4 separate regions of the Zea mays genome follow, and regions 1, 2 and 4 are each linked to region 3. Evidence: chromatin contacts called from public Hi-C data. All regions are on one chromosome and are shown on one strand. The core of a region is the stretch at or near the end of the contact, and the rest is flanking DNA. Distances in the headings are between cores, read along the strand shown. Region 1 holds the start of LOC103634814 (protein SUPPRESSOR OF K(+) TRANSPORT GROWTH DEFECT 1). Region 2 holds the start of LOC541809 (glucose translocator 1). Region 3 holds the start of LOC103634807. Region 4 holds the start of LOC100282855 (delta-7-sterol-C5).

What was found. Hi-C and Micro-C count contacts between places; a contact is called where the count stands out from the background.
Region 1: a contact with region 3 is called in a Hi-C map of ear, with 1.7 times the contacts expected there. The contact joins the promoter of LOC103634814 here to the promoter of LOC103634807 in region 3. A contact is called at or near these places in 2 of 25 Hi-C or Micro-C datasets (ear and tassel).
Region 2: a Hi-C map of tassel shows a contact between it and region 3, with 2.1 times the contacts expected there. The contact joins the promoter of LOC541809 here to the promoter of LOC103634807 in region 3. A contact is called at or near these places in 3 of 25 Hi-C or Micro-C datasets (ear, leaf and tassel).
Region 4: a Hi-C map of leaf shows a contact between it and region 3, with 5 times the contacts expected there. The contact joins the promoter of LOC100282855 here to the promoter of LOC103634807 in region 3. A contact is called at or near these places in 4 of 25 Hi-C or Micro-C datasets (ear, leaf, leaf mesophyll and 1 more) and 1 of 3 datasets of contacts at active chromatin or transcription factors (leaf).

Annotation. Positions count from the first base shown.
Region 1 is chr8:14,006,234-14,009,964 of Zm-B73-REFERENCE-NAM-5.0, forward strand. LOC103634814 (protein SUPPRESSOR OF K(+) TRANSPORT GROWTH DEFECT 1) reads right to left here and starts at 2,319. Exons shown (of 8, transcript XM_008657403.3): 1 at 1,570-2,319; 2 at 796-901. The coding sequence starts at 2,308.
Region 2 is chr8:13,192,949-13,196,887 of Zm-B73-REFERENCE-NAM-5.0, forward strand. It overlaps LOC541809 (glucose translocator 1), which reads left to right and starts at 2,674. Exons shown (of 13, transcript NM_001319776.1): 1 at 2,674-2,915; 2 at 3,681-3,792. The coding sequence starts at 2,678. TRNAT-AGU (transfer RNA threonine (anticodon AGU)) reads left to right here and starts at 1,437; the gene lies at 1,437-1,510.
Region 3 is chr8:13,591,420-13,595,596 of Zm-B73-REFERENCE-NAM-5.0, forward strand. It overlaps LOC103634807, which reads left to right and starts at 1,499. Exons shown (of 4, transcript XM_008657397.3): 1 at 1,499-1,946; 2 at 2,080-2,432; 3 at 3,099-4,177. The coding sequence starts at 2,259.
Region 4 is chr8:13,299,504-13,303,224 of Zm-B73-REFERENCE-NAM-5.0, forward strand. It overlaps LOC100282855 (delta-7-sterol-C5), which reads left to right and starts at 1,301. Exons shown (of 3, transcript NM_001155761.2): 1 at 1,301-1,624. The coding sequence starts at 1,396.

The DNA.
Region 1 (3,731 bases), core at 1,069-3,568, 420 kb after region 3:
TTCAAAGAGGCATGTTGGTATTTTTGGAAACTTTTTGATGTCCCCAAAATAAAATTTGATGGAGCTGCATGACCTTGTTCACAGATAAACACTACATTTTGACAGTTTCCCATGCAGTGAAAAAGCTATTGTTGCACCACGAACACGAATGTAAGTAAAATGAATTATACTCCATAATGGAGCTAATAGACAAACAGGAAACTGTACCATTAACACAGAACATGTACAAAATCAAAGAACATTTCGATGCAATCTACATGTCTATGCCAGTGTATATATTGCATTGTGGAACAGGTTTCAATAAAAAAGGATTGGTACCCAATTCCTTTCAGGTGAAATAGTTACAGCTTTTTTTATAAATAGCCCATACAAATCCATCGCACCCGTCCATATAAATCAATAATTTATGTGAGACATGGTGTGTACTGTCCTCAAATAAAATAATCTATTCCCTGAAACCAAGAAAAAGTGTGATGCTACAAATGAAGTGTTATGTGAAGACTCTAGGTACTACACAAATGTGTCAGCGGTGCAGAATGCCTAAGAATTCTTAAATTGGCAGACACTACAACGCACTGAAAATTTGTTGAATAATAATGTTGTCACTGGTAGGTGAAATATGTAAGATAGATATAGTAAGAGTTCAGACATATGACAGCCAAAGGAAGCATATCAAGAGATATGCAGCAAAAGCTTAAAACAGTTTTTGTTTCAAAACCAAAGCATAAAAAGAACATGTCTATAAAAGAGCAAACTAAAGGGAACTGGTGTAGTGATGAATATACAATTATCTACCTGAAAAATGTTGAATCAGCCTCGGTTGCGACGGCTTTTGCCAAGTAAGACTTTCCTGTTCCAGGAGGGCCATATAAAAGAAACGCCCTCCAAGGCCTCCGCTTGCCTAAGGGATAGCATTCTTCATTAGTTCATACTGGCAAACAAACCATTCAAAATTGAAAATAAATTTTTACCAGGTCAATAAATTCTAGATTTGAATCAAGTAGCCAGTCATAATCTTTGGTACAAAACTAGCAGAATAATCATATGAATGCAATTGTGCATATATTCTTAAAATAGCATGTTTGATCCTTTTGAATTTTGAATTGAACCATCTTTCAGTTCACACTTTTTAACATGAAAAGGGGTTGTTGTTTTAATCCCAGTTGATATCGATATTCTGTGTAGGTAATTTAACAGTTAGCAATGCTCTTGAAAGGTTTACCAACCGAAAAATAACCTAAGTAGTCAAACATATGGCCTCTAGAAATGGTCTCGCCCAACAACATAAATCATCATGTAAAAATGAAAACAAAAAAATCATAGCGCCGGTTATCAATCAATCAAATATTCGATAATCACTTTCGACAGCAAAAGATGTTTCGTTATTCGCTACCTAACAGTGGATAGTTGTATCAACCCTAGCTCACCCCCCATCCAATTTAACAAATATAATAAAGATCTGCAAAGCCTTTGCGACCCCATAGCAAGGCACCATAACGATTACAATCACGAAACTTTTATCAGGATCAAAGAATAAAAAGAAAAAAAAAAGGATAACCCGTAGCTCACCCGTGAAGAACTGTGGGAACTTGACCGGCAATATGACGGCCTCCTGCAGAGCTTGCTTGGCGCTCTCGAGGCCAGCAACGTCGTTCCACTTGACGTTGGGCTTCTCGGTGATGATGGCAGAGTTGAGCCCCGCCCTGAGCTTGGACTGCTCGGAGTCATCCCCTCCGTTGCCCCCGTCGCCGTCCTTGCCCTTGGTCTTGGGGCGCGTGGCGACGGCTGCGTCACCTCCGTTGGCCCCCGGCCCCGCGCCGCCCTCGTCGAGGACGGCCCGGATCTCCTCGGCGCGGCGGAGGTACTCGGTGAACTTGGCGGTGATGGCCTCCTTGATCTTGGGGTTCTTCTCGTACTTGAGATGGGTCTTGAAGTACTCGAGCGCGTTCATGTAGAGAGGGAACGCCTTGACGTAGTTGCCGGCATTGTCCTCCTGGACCGCCTGCTTGACGTACTCGATCGCCTGCTCCTTGAAGTTGCTATACATCGGGGTAGGCCCAGAGGCGCCGCCTCTGCGGCGGATAGGAGGGGGGATCGGCCGGATTGGGCACCGCAGCGGCTGATTCGGGACGGGAGGGGAGCGGAGGCGGCGGGCGGTTGATTTGTGCTGGGGTTTGACGCGGTGAGGAGAAGACGGGGTGCGCAGGAGGAAAGGGGAACGAAGACGAGACGAGACGAGGGAGAGGAAAGGAAAAGATGGGAAGGGAGAAGCGTGTTTTGGCTGCGGAGAAAAAAGAATAGGTGGCATTCATTTGCCTATCTTTACTGTATGATGGTGATGCTATAGGCTTAACGTATAATTTTGTTTCATTAAACCGTATAAAGAATATTAGAGATGTATCTTAGAATTGCCAGGCAATCTCAAACCAACTCGTGGTTTTTCATGATCCAGGCCCATTTAGCAAGGATTTAGTTGCTTAACGTTTACATAGACGAACTAGTCAGACTCTTTGCGGTAGAAATGTCTTTTTTATTGCTAGATCTAACTATAAGTGGGTTTAGTAGATAATTTCTCAAACTACTTTTCTCTAGGTACATCGGAATCTCCAAACAACCCAAAACTACGTCTTACAGAGAAACTTAAGAATCACGTTCTTCAAAGACTAGGATTTTGAATGAACAAGAAATATTTCTCAGATTTACTTGAGAATTAGAAACCGTAAACCTATAATTCCCCTAAGAATCAGAATAGATTTGTCGGGGACCATAATTAGGGGTACCCTCAAGACGCCTAATTCTCAGCTGGTAACCCCCATCAGCATAAAGCTGCAAAGGCCTGATGGGCATGATTAAGTCAGGGATCAGTCCACACGAGTGACTCGATCACGCTTCACCCGAGCCTAGCCTCGGCCGAAGGCAGCCGACCTCGAGAGACTTCCGTCTCGCCCGAGGCCCCCTTTTTATGGCGGACACATCACCGGCTCGCCCAAGGCCTTGGCTTCGCTCAGAAGCAACCTTGACTAAATCACCACACCGACTGACCAAATTGCAGGGGCATTTAACGCACAGGAGGCCTGACACCTCTATCCTGACACGCGCCTCCAGCAGAGCCGAGGTGACCGCCGTCACTCCACCGCTCCACTGGCCAGTCTGACAGAAGGACAGCGCCGCCTGCGCCACTCCGACTGCAGCGCCACTCGACAGAGTAAGTCTGACAGGCAGTCAGGCCTCGACAAAGGCGCCACGGCAAACTCCGCTCCGCCCGACCCCAGGGCTCGGACTCGGGCTAAGACCCGGAAGACGGCGAACTCCGCTCCGCCCGACCCCAGGGCTCGGACTCGGGCTAAGACCCGGAAGACGGCGAACTCCGCTCCGCCCGACCCCAGGGCTCGGACTCGGGCTAAGACCCGGAAGACGGCGAACTCCGCTCCGCCCGACCCCAGGGCTCGGACTCGGGCTAAGACCCGGAAGACGACGAAACTCCGCCTCGCCCGACCCCAGGGCTCGGACTCCGCCCTGGCCTCGGCCGAACGACTTCCGCCTCGACCGACCCCTTGGCTCGGGCTCGGCCACGGCAACAGAAGGCAGACTCAACCTCGGCTTCGGAGGAAACCCCACGTCGCCCTGCCTAGGGCACAGACCGCCACGTCAACAGGAGGCGCCATCATCATCCCACCCCGAATCGACTCGGGTCACGGAGAACAAGACCGGCGTCTCATCCGGCCAGCTCC
Region 2 (3,939 bases), core at 1,424-3,923, 400 kb before region 3:
GTACTTCTCTTAAGATAGATAAAGACCCTCAGACAAAGAGGAAACCTCTATCTCACGAAAGTAATGGAGAGGACCAAGATCAGACATGAGAAATTGCTCACTAAGGTGTGCCTTAACAAACGTGACATACTATGGATCATATCCAGTGATGAGCATACCATCAACATAAAGAAGGAGAAGAGTCCGACCTCGAGAGGAAGTATTCACAAACAGCGCAGGATCATGAGTACTAGCAGAAAAAACAGCGACGGTGACCACAGAAGCAAAACACTGAAACCAAGAACGTGTAGCCTACTTGAGGCCATAAAAGAGAGCGATGAAGATGACAAACCATGCCCTTAGGAATAGAATACCTAGGTGGTGGCTGTAAATACATCTCCTCACACAGCTCGCCATTAAGAAATGAATTCTTCACATCAAGCTAAGAGATGGACCACTTATGAACAAACACCTCAATAAGAAGAGTAATTTGAACAATGGTCATATGAGCAACAGGTGCAAAAGTCATTGTAATGTCGACCATGCTCTTGTTGAGCGACTAGTCGAGCCTTATAGCGCTCAAGGGACCCATCAAAGTGAGTCTTAACCTTATAGACCCACTTACGAGTGATAGGACGAACATGTGGTGGACAAGGGACCAACTCTCATGTGACAGTGTGCTCAAGAACAACAATCTCCTTAGCCATCATATGTTGTCATTCCTAATAAAGAATATCATCATGTTAAGAAGTCAGCTAAAAAAGAACGGTAGCAACAAAACCAGATGGAGAGCATCGATCAGGTGACTGACGAAAACGTTGGCTCCATCTAAGAGATGACTCGTGTAGAGAATTAGCAATGAGAAATGGCTCAACAGGTGAGAGAGGGAGTAGGAGGCGAATCATCAGAAGGAGATGACTCAACAGGAGAGGATATCACCATAGAAGGCTCTATGACCCGTCGAGTGTAGACATGTGCCACATGAGACTTCATAGTGTAGTTAGGAGCTAAAGAGGACTTCGATGAAGACACAAAGGGAGCCACCGTGGAGGTAGGCACTAAATGATAGGTACACATATGAAGGGTGAGACTATTATAAGGGCGACACTAAATGTGAAACAGGTACATAAGGTATAAAAAAGAAATGAGATTAACTAAGAGCATCTCCAATAGCGTGATATATTAAAATGACCTATAATTTAGAAATGAGTAAATTTTATTGAATTTAGGGTATCAACAAAATATTATGCTTCGACAGTAAAGCCTCAAACATATATTATACGGCAGACCACTACGGTGTAGTATATTTGAGACATTTGAGAGAGTGCCCTATATTTTTTGACTGAATTTTATAAAATGAGGTATTGTTGGAGTAGTTTTTGCTGTGCAGAATAATATATTTTAGAAGAAAATATTTCTTTCAACGAAAGTAATTATAATTTTTAAGAAAAACAACAGCTTTCGTAGCTCAGTTGGTTAGAGCACCCGTTTAGTAAGCGGGAGGTCTTGAGTTCAACTCTCAACGAAAGCAATTATAATTTTTATCTTTAAATTTTAAGGAAACCTTTTTATAAATCTCATACCATATAATAACTAGCCCGGGTTAATTTTAATAAGTTATAATCTTTAAGAACAACAGACACTCATAGGAAAATATATGATTTTTTATCCTCTAGAATTTGTTATATCGTAGCAGCTTATCCTATAGACACGTCTAGTGTCATCGGTGTTTTGCACCGGGCAAGGTGTGCAGTCCTAACAGCTCTAACTAAAAACATGATAGATCACAGAAATAACTCATTTGGTAAGCTTGCTTTAAAAAAAACACAACTGCTGAGTATTGACATTGTCTCACATGTATTTAAGGACAAATTCAGATGCATTTTCAAATATGTGCTAGTATTAAGTGTCACATATATCATAACTTATGATACATAAATCAATGTCACATATTTATTAGATAATAGAATTTTCATACAAAAATAGCTAAGTAAAATTTTGAGGTACGAGTTTAAGGTATTGTAGTAGATGTTCTAAGTACGCCGAAGGAGCTTGATGATAAAAAAGACGGGTTTCATAAAAACAATATCCTGGGAGGTTCTCATCCGACGAGCAACTGTACCCCCACCGTGTTGTGTTAAAGTCGTCGAGTCAAGCCAATCCATACCGACTATCGGCTCACCCACGTCACCAGTGTTGTGTTGTAAGCCTACTAAAATTTGCTGTTATTGATTTTTGGACCCTTTCATTTCATCAGGTGCACGCGTCGATGTCGTTGCCAGCACGGTAAGTCCTCCGAGTCATGTAGCCATCAGCAGGAAGCCTTTAGAAAAAAAAAGTAAGGATTCCTTTAGATAAGTAGATTTCGAGTTTTTTTTTCGTTTTCTGTTTTTTATCGTGTGAAATTCGTACACACATTCCAGCGAAATTCCTGCGTTGAAAGAAGTCCGGCCCCATCCGCTGCTTAACTATCGGATCTTGCGAAGGCATCGTCCTCTTCGTCTCCTTCGTCGTCCTATCTTATAATCGCATTTCGAAATCCCCAAACGGAAGCATCGCCACTCTTCCGAACCTGTAGTCGCTTACCCACTGCCAACTCAGCGCCATACTGTTGAATTTTTTTTTTACCTATTTCTATTTATGGTGATGGTGGTGGTGGTGTGCGATCGCAGGAACAATCACCACCGTTATTAAGAAGATGATGCGCTGCGCTGCAACGGGCGGCGGGTGCGTCGCTTCGTGGAGCGGCGATCGGAGATTGCCGGCGGTCAACCCCTGCAGCGTGCGGATGCCGACGGGCAACGATGGGTGGTGCGCCGGCCTGAGGTCGCGGGCGGCGGATCTCGCCGGCCTCGAGATGGCCAACCTGCGCGGCGGCGTCGGGGGGCTCTTCCGCGCGAGCCCGCGCTACGGGCGCTTGCAAGCCACGGCGGCAGGTGCGTCTCGGGCTACGGATAAGATTGATGCATTGTACTTGTGGATCGATTCGGTTGGGGTTGGTGTCACGAACACACGCTTGTGGTACTGGGGCTGGGGGGGGGGGGGGGGGGGGGGGGTTGGTTCCGGGAGAGGGGGTAATGTAACTGCTGACTGCAGTTAGATTCTGTGACAGCTGCCAGGGGATCGTGATATTGGATCTAGAGGTCGATGGATTTGGTAGTCCATGTTTTATGCTCAGCACCGTTGTTGTGTTTGCGTTGGGTATTCATCGAAACGCGGTGCATTTTCACTATCTCGATATGCTGATGTGATCGTCCTGGGTGGTGGTTAGTTGGGGACCTGCCGTGCTTATTATTTGATTCAGGTTTTTGAGGCGTCATAATATGTGTTATGGTCCCTCTGAACCCTGTGGGGGTGATGATCCTGAGCTGAATGCCTCTACTATGAATGCAATTTTTATTTGTAATTTTGAATAGTGCAAATATTTGTTTTTAAGAAAGGCAGGAGCATTGCCACTCACAATTAAATTAAGTCGCTTTTTAGAAACCAGAGAAAGCGGGTACTTGTAGAAGAGGAATCTGCATGATTATGGAGTCCATGTATTTTGTGTGACCCATAACGGAAGGTGATGTGGGTAGATTACTATATCACCTTCAGTGTTGCAGATGTTTTTCATCTGCACACTTTTCTACTGCAAGTTTAAATGACAGATGATGTTCAGTCTCTGCATTCTCTCAACTCATTTGACTATCCTTTTACAGTTGACCCTGAAGATATTCCATTGGAGAAGGTTCAAGTTAAATCCTCAGGACATGTTCTGCCATATGTTGGCGTTGCTTGTTTGGGGGCTATTCTGTTTGGTTACCATCTTGGGTATGTACTTTATTGCTGCTACAAGATGCTTGTTTCTTAAGCACAATTGGATGAAGCATAATTTACTGCATTTTAATTGACAAAAATGAATAATGAGCTGGAAGTATAACAGTTACATCTTTTCTGCACTTCTGTTGTGGACACAAA
Region 3 (4,177 bases), core at 249-2,748:
TGAGAGGCTAAACTAGAACTAGACTAGAACTACTCCTAATTGTACTGGAAATAAATGCGAATAGAAGTTGTATTGATTCGATTGTTGATTACAAATCGGCCGTAGACCTCTCTTTATATAGAGGAGGGGGGCTGGACCCTTTACACGACTGGATTCCGGGTTAATTCCGCAAATCTAGCTAACAAACATAGCACAAAACTCGGAACCCTAAACTGCTCTGCGCATGCGCGGACCGTCCGGCCCACAGGCGCGGACTGTCCGGACCGCGGACCGTCCGGCCTCAGGGCCGGACCGTCCGGCCGCTCAATATGGCGCTCAACAAACTGCAAGTGAAAAATGTCGATTTCCACTAGACCTTAGCACTGACGACATTAAAAACGTCAGTACAAATAGCTCTAAAACCGCTACTATAGAGCTTCTCTATACTAGTGTTCTCATCACTTGTTTACAGATCAGTTGGCGTTCATCAACTTAGGTCTGTGAATCTGGTGTATTCTGAACACCTGTTTAAAGATCAGTTGGCAGAAATTTAAATGAGTAGTTCAAGCTAAAAGAAGCAAATATTTTCAGCAGAGGTAATTGAGGATGCTCGTGTGATGTATTGTATTGTATTCCACACACACACAAAAACTTGGTCCACCCGACCCGACCAAGTCCAGTAAATAATGCACACAAAGGCTGCGATGCTAACGTTGACCAACTACAGAACCATATTTCCTGGAGCCAAGAATGTATAACTAAAACGCAAAAGTCATCTTTAGATATCAGTAAAATTTTACAACTATAGTAAGGTTCTGATGCGGGATTCTGAGCCGCAAGGGAAGCCTGCTTTCGCAGGCATCATGCTCTGGATCTCCTCGTGCACTCCCAGCAGAACATCCCGCGACTGCTGCCACGCCACGACTGTGCTTCAATTCTGGCGTTGAGGAGGAGCCTCCTCCTGCCGAGACTGCTGGAGACGACCACCTCCTCCTGGCGGCCGTGGGCCTGCCAGCGCCGCAGTCCGTCGCATAGAGCTGGACCGGGCGGCGCAGCAGGACGTCAGCGTCGGCGAGGGCAGGGGCGGTGCGTTGCGTTGCAGGAGCGTTGTCGTCAGCGGGAGAGAGGCAGTGGAGGGGGCTGGGGCGGCGAATGGCGCAAGAGGTCCAAGTCCCAGACTTGTGCACTGGGTGATGTAGCAGCGTGCGCGCCCGAGGCGGCGGCGGCCGGCCCAGCGCGGGTCTTGCCTGCGCTCGCTCCGGCGTCGTTCTCGCCAGAGTGGTCGGGGCGGCGGCGGCCAGGCATCCCGCGGCGCACTCGCACCACCGAGCTCTGCCTTGCCGGATGGTGGCTGGTGCTGCGGCCAGGTTCCGCGCCCTCGAGGTGGCAGCGGCGGCGTTGCCGCGTTGGCGGCCTAGACCCGGGTGATTTGGAGCGGAATCTGCGGACGAAATCTCGGCAGTTGTTCCCTCTTTCGCGTGCGTGTGGGAGCGCCCGACGGAATTTCTCCCACGGAATTCTGTCGTAGGTGGGTTTGGTTGGAGGTGGCATTCATGGATGCGCCTGGAAAAAAGGCCCAAAAGTTTACATTGGGCTTTTTCTAGATTTTGCGCGACAACCTGGCCCGGTGGTGTTTATCTACCAAAGTAGCCCGTGGAACTGTAGATATGGGGCACGGCGTCCCTCCGGCCCGCGCCCCGTGGTCATTTCGGCGTTAACGCCGCCGCAGCGCCGAGTCCTACGGCTCCCCGCCCCGCAAGGCCGCAACCGCAGTCCGCAGACGGCCTAGGTCGAGAGGAGGGCGATTCCATTCGACCACATCCTAGGAGGCCAGGAGAGACCGGCGGCAACCTGCCTGCGCGCTAGTCTGACAGCGCGCGAGGCGGCGATAACCCGCCGCGGCGGTGGCGTCGCACGAGCTGCCGCCTCGTTCTGGCGGGACGGCTGGTTGTCTCCTGTTCAGCCAGGTTCGCAAATGCAATTTTATTTCGAGATATATTTGCGATTATCACAACCGCAACACTGGTTCGCTGGAACAACATCCAAAGGTATGGAGTTTGGTTTCGCGCGTCCCTTTAACAGCCTTGCTGTTCTTCACAGCAAACGGCGTGCCTCGCCGCAGAGAGCTTACGTGCTCCTCTCCCCCACGCCGCCGTCGGCGTGTTGTACCGCCCCTCCATCTCCCCCGCCGCCGCCGCCGCCGTACAGAGCTTCGAGCACCTCGGCCACACCACTCCCTCCCACCGCCGCCGCAGATATCTCCTGCCCGCGGTGCCGGGATGGAGAACGACATCACCGCCGCCGAGATCTTCGGCGTGGTCGGGATGGAGAACGACATCGCCGCCGCCGAGTTCTCCGGCATGGTCGGGATGGAGGACACTGCTGCTACGCCGGTGTGCCACGGCTCGGCTTGTCCGGTTGTCTGCCACAGCGAAGAACCTGGAGGATCAAAGGTTATAATTCCTTTGACTAATACAACAGCATTAGAAATTCTGTGTTGGTAATTCTTTGTTTAAGAAAGAAAAAAATATCGTTGCAGGATTCGCAAGATAAGCAACTAACTAGTGAACCATCAAAAGAAATTGTTTGGGGTGCTTTACAATTTGAGGACAGGTGGAAGGAGGAAGGGATGCAATTAATTGCCTGTGAAGATTCTATATATGCTCAACTTGGTTTGGTAGAAGAGGATGAGAGGGAGATGAGAGAAAAGGACCAAGCTTGTTATGCAGGGGTTGGAACTAGGATTTCTAATGAGCTTGATGATGATGGCGCCACCATGCCATGTGAGGATTCTTTACCACAAGAGAGGAGGATATTATATGACCAAGATAATCCTGTTATGGAGCCTGGCAGCTTATACCCATCAATGAAGGAATTTAGGATTGCAATGAGACAATATGCCATAAACAATAAATTTGAGTTAGGTATTGAGGCTACTAGCACGACAAGATATAGAGGCTATTGTCGTGGTTTGGATTGTCGTTGGAGTATATATGCACGAACGGAGATGAAAGGATCGCCAACCATAATCGTATATTCTTTTGATATTTTTTTTGTTCCATTTTCCATCATGTGGTGGTAGAAAATATTACTTACCGAAGACAATTAATCTGTTGCAGGTGGTAGTGGTGAACGATGTCCACACTTGTACTTCTAGTGGTAGGAAGAAGACTACCACTCCTTCTAGTGCTTGGGTGGCTGCAAAAGCTCTTTCTATCCTTATGAAGAAACCCCAAATGGGTGCTAAGGAGTTGCAGACTATTTTGCAGGACAGATTCACATGTGCTATTTCATATGACACTATTTGGAAGGGGAAGGAGAAAGCATTGAGAGAGTTGTTCGAGAGTTGGGAGGAGAGCTTTCAACTCTTGTTTTCCTGGAAGGAAGCAGTCTTGCAGAAGTCACCTGACAGTGTAATAGAGATTGACCTCCGAGTTGAAGATGACAAACTTTTTTTCAGCAAGTTCTTCTGTGCATTTGGTCCATGCATTTCTGGGTTTAAAGAAGGCTGTAGACCGTATCTTAGTGTCGACTCTACTGCTTTAAATGGTATATGGGACGGTCACTTAGCTTCTGCTACAAGTGTAGATGGACTGAATTGGATGTACCCAGTGGCATTTGGTTTTTTTAGTTCTGAAACTGAAGAGAACTGGACTTGGTTTATGACTAAATTGCACCAAGCAGTAGGAGATCTTCCAGTTCTTGCTATCTGTTCTGATGCTTGCAAAGGTTTGACAAATGCTGTGAAGTCAGTTTTTCCTAATGCTGAAAAAAGAGTGTGTTTCAGGCATCTAATGAACAACTATGTGAAGAGTTATACAGGCTCAGAATACATGTATCCAGCAGCTAGGGCATACAGGAGGGATGTGTTTGAGCATCACATTGGTAATGTGAGCTGTGATCCTGTTATAGCCAGTTGGCTAGATCAATATCATGATTTATTATGGTACCGAAGTGGTTTCAACACAGCTATTAAGTGTGACTATATCACAAACAATATCGCTGAGTTGTTCAATAATTGGATTAAGGATTATAAAGGTCTTCCAGTGTGTGATCTTGCCGATAAGATCAGGGAAATGATAATGCATTTGTTTCACAAGAGGAGGCGGATAAGTCAGAGGTTCCATGGGAACATTTTACCGTCAATCATACATGTCTTGACGACGAGGACTAGAGGAATAGGTCACTTGGAGTTTAT
Region 4 (3,721 bases), core at 51-2,550, 290 kb before region 3:
CTGTGTACATGCCAACGTGGCCGTTGGGAGAGAGCTTGGGCCCTGTACATGTGATGGCATGACCGTCGGAGGAGCGCCTGAGTCCTATAGGAGCATAGCTGGCAGCGTGGCGAGGATCCTGCTGACGTCTCCTTGCTGTCGTAAGGGGCTGAGGGCCACCGGCGTCATGGTGCACGCGGGGTGCCATCATTACCCGTCGCCGGGGTAAGCCAGATGGGACGCCGGTCTTGTTCCTTGTAGCCTGAGCAGGCTAGGAATAGGGAAATGATGTATCCCCTGTTAGCGCTGTCGGTCCAAGCCTAGGGTCGGTCGAGGCGGAGACTTCTCTTGAGGCCGAGGCCGGGGTCGGGCGAGGACGCGATTCCTCCCGAGTCCGGGGGTCAGGCGAGGCGGAGACCTCCTCCCGAGGCCGGAGCTTGAGGTCGAGCGAGGCGGAGACCTCCTCCCGAGGCCGGAGCATGAGGTCGGGCGAGGCGGAGCTTCCTGTTGCGCCCGAGGCTGAACTCGGTGGTTGATCGTGACTTGTTGTCAGTCGTCGCCGGGGTGGCTGACACGACAGTCGGAGCGGAGCGAGCGGCGCTGTTTTCCTGTCATGTCACACAGTAAAGAAGAGGGGCGAAGTGACTGCGGTCACTTCGGCCTGCCTGACTGAGGCGCGTGTGTCAGGATACGGCGTCAGGCATCCCCTGCATTTAATGCGCCTGCGAAGCGGTCGGTTGGTGAGGCGGTCTGGCCAAGGTTGTTTCATTATGAAGCCTACCCGAGCCGGGCCTCGGGAGAGCCGAGGGGGCGCCCGCTGTCTGAGGAGGCCCTCGGACGAGGCGTGAATTCGTCTGGGACTACTGTTCCAACCCGAAGCTGTGCTCGGGTGAGATCGCGTCCCTCGGTTAGACGAAGTCTTGACCTGAACCGCACCCGTCAGTTGGTCTGAGGGTGTTTACCAGCCATGATTAGGAGCGTTGGGGTACCCTTAATTATGGTACCCGATAAATAGACTATAGTACTAGTATGTAATCGGAATATCTTTTGACATTAATCTGTTCCGACATTAGCTTGTGATAAATTATGTCACCATCAAAAAAGACCCAAACTCTCTATCTAATTTTGCTAGTTCAAAATTCCGTATCAATGATTTTCTAAACACATACCTCAAACGGTTTGGTGAAATTCCAGTTTTTTTTAAGAAGAAAGAATCGACTGCCTCCCTCTCCACCTGCGGGCTGCGGCGGTGCGAGCCGCGGCACAGGCGCACAGCGGTGCCTGCCCTGCCCACACGGCCACACCACCACAGATCCATTTTAAAACCCCAGGCGTCTCTCACGCTTCCGCCGCTTTACAACTCCCCACCCCAGCCGATCCCAACGCACACTGCACCCAGTGCGGCGGCCGCCGGCAATGGCGGTGCACGGCGGCGACTACCTGCGGCGGTTCGTTGCTGAGACGGAGTGGTACAACGAGGTCGTCCTCAGCGCCGTGGCGCCAGGCGACTGGTGGCGCGGCCTGCCGCACCCGGTGCAGTCGTGGATGCGCAACTGCGTCGGCGGTTACCTCCTCTACTTCATCTCTGGTTTCCTCTGGTGTTTCGTCATCTACTACTGGAAGCGCCACGCCTACATCCCCAAAGGTCTCGCCTCTTCCTCCCATTCTTCCCGATGCTTCTGCTGCTTAACTGCCGATTTGTCCTTATTAGGGTCTGGGTGCCATCAACGAGAGGGATTTAGGCTTGATTCGAGATGTTTTGGGGATATGCCGGCAAAGGATTGGCTAGTTGTTTGCGCGGAAAGGGAAGGCTTCCGCCTCTCGACCTCTAATGCCCGCTTCTGTCGGGAAACTTTTGGCTTGTCATCTCGGAGGCGTTTTGTGGCGTGTTCTATGATCCTCCGCGTGTTGTTACTCTCGATCTTTTCCTCTTAGAAATCCAAGGCTGTTAAGAAGTGACTGTGGAAGATTTGCTGGTGAATTATGACCCCACTTTGTAGGGAACGTAGGCTGTGCTCACGCAGCCTCCGTGCTCGTATGAGTACGGGCAATTCAACGATGCCGGTAATTATTTACTTACCTCATGTACCATCAGAGCAAAGGTGGGACCATCATAGCTAAGGTGGGAGTATCATTAGAGCCGGTGGGAGGGAGTAAGCGAAAAATTGCCGGTTTCATTGGATTGCTGACGGATACACTACATTTGAAGTGCTCCTGTGAACACATGCTTCGTGAGCACATAATACATTTCTCACTTTGTGTGCCAGACTGGCGTTTTTTTTGCTTGTTTTTTTTTTGTTGGGGCTAATGGTGATGGACCCGGGGTACAGTTATTGGATCTCCCCTTCATTCAGTAGTCGTAACCATCATCTGGATGGATCTTGAAGTCAGAGTTTGATAGCTAAATCACTTTCCCTTTCTTGGCTAAGCCACTGCAAATGCATGTTTTGTGCTTGTTAACAACCCACCTGTTGCTCCATGGAGAATTGCGGTTGGCTATCGGCCTATGGCCTGCGTCTGTATGCAGCTTATTAGTGTTATATGGCAGAACTTGTACTGGTTGGCTGGGGCTAACTGCAGCTAAACAAATTTAATTTAACAAAAAAGGCTTTGAAGCCTTGGTGCGGACTGAGGGTGAATTTCAGTACGCCACTGGTTTTACCATCCTTCGTGTTCTTTGCAAAACCGCTCATCATGGTAGATACGCTGACAGATAAAACATAGCTGTCTCTTGACTCGTTTATTTGGATCAATAGACAAAGTCCTGTGCGATTGTTCCAACGCTCTTGTCAGGTTCTCTGTATTAATTAAATAGTTGTTTTGGTTGGTTTCTCTGCTCAATCACATGCTGCACTATGGAAGTTTCTGCCAAGCACTATTATTAAAATTAGTTTATGTGTTAGTGTTTGTACCATGTACGCTTCTCAAGTGCACTGCCTTGAGCACTTTTAAGCTGCATATCCATTTTCCATACAAGCATCTTGTAAAAAAAATATTATGGGGTAGCTGGAGCACATTGTGGTAGAAGTGCATCCAAAGTTCTAGGCAGTGCATGCTGAAAGCCAGACATATGAATTAAGATGTCCTTCCTGTACCACTCAATTAGACACTCATGAAACTCAGATAACTGGAGCATTCCAGCTTGTCTTCTTGGTATCATCTTGTGGCTACCATGCCTGTGTGGGATCAGGTCGTTTTTGGTTTCTTTGGTGATGGAGACCACATGGAAGAGATATTTTGTTTTAGAACTACTTTAATTTAATTCTGGAGCTGGACTTTGCTCTTGTGCACTGGCTGCCCTCCATGCATCTATAACAGTTAAGGTCCATGGCCAAATCATTAAATTGATATTTTGCTCCTTTTGAATTACAGACGAAATAATAAATTTGAAAGAATAGTGCCCTTTGTTGAGAGGCATATAGCATGTGTAAAGTGGTAAAATCAAACTCCAATGTGGGCACATTTGCTTGAGCATGTCACAAAGAACTGCGTAAAACGGAGCTTGTCGATATATTAGATGCATTTTAAGAGATGCAAACCCTTCAGTAAAATCGTCACTGTTTTGGTTATTTCAAGGAAACCTTTTTAAGTTAGATTGTTCCCTTCTATTAGGGGATATTGATCATAGTCGTAGGTGGTGAAAGACTATGAACTCCAATTTTCCCCCCTTGTTTAATGTGTGAACTTTATAACCATTTTGATGAGATTTTCTGCCCGGTTGGCACATTAACTGGTTAAAGGC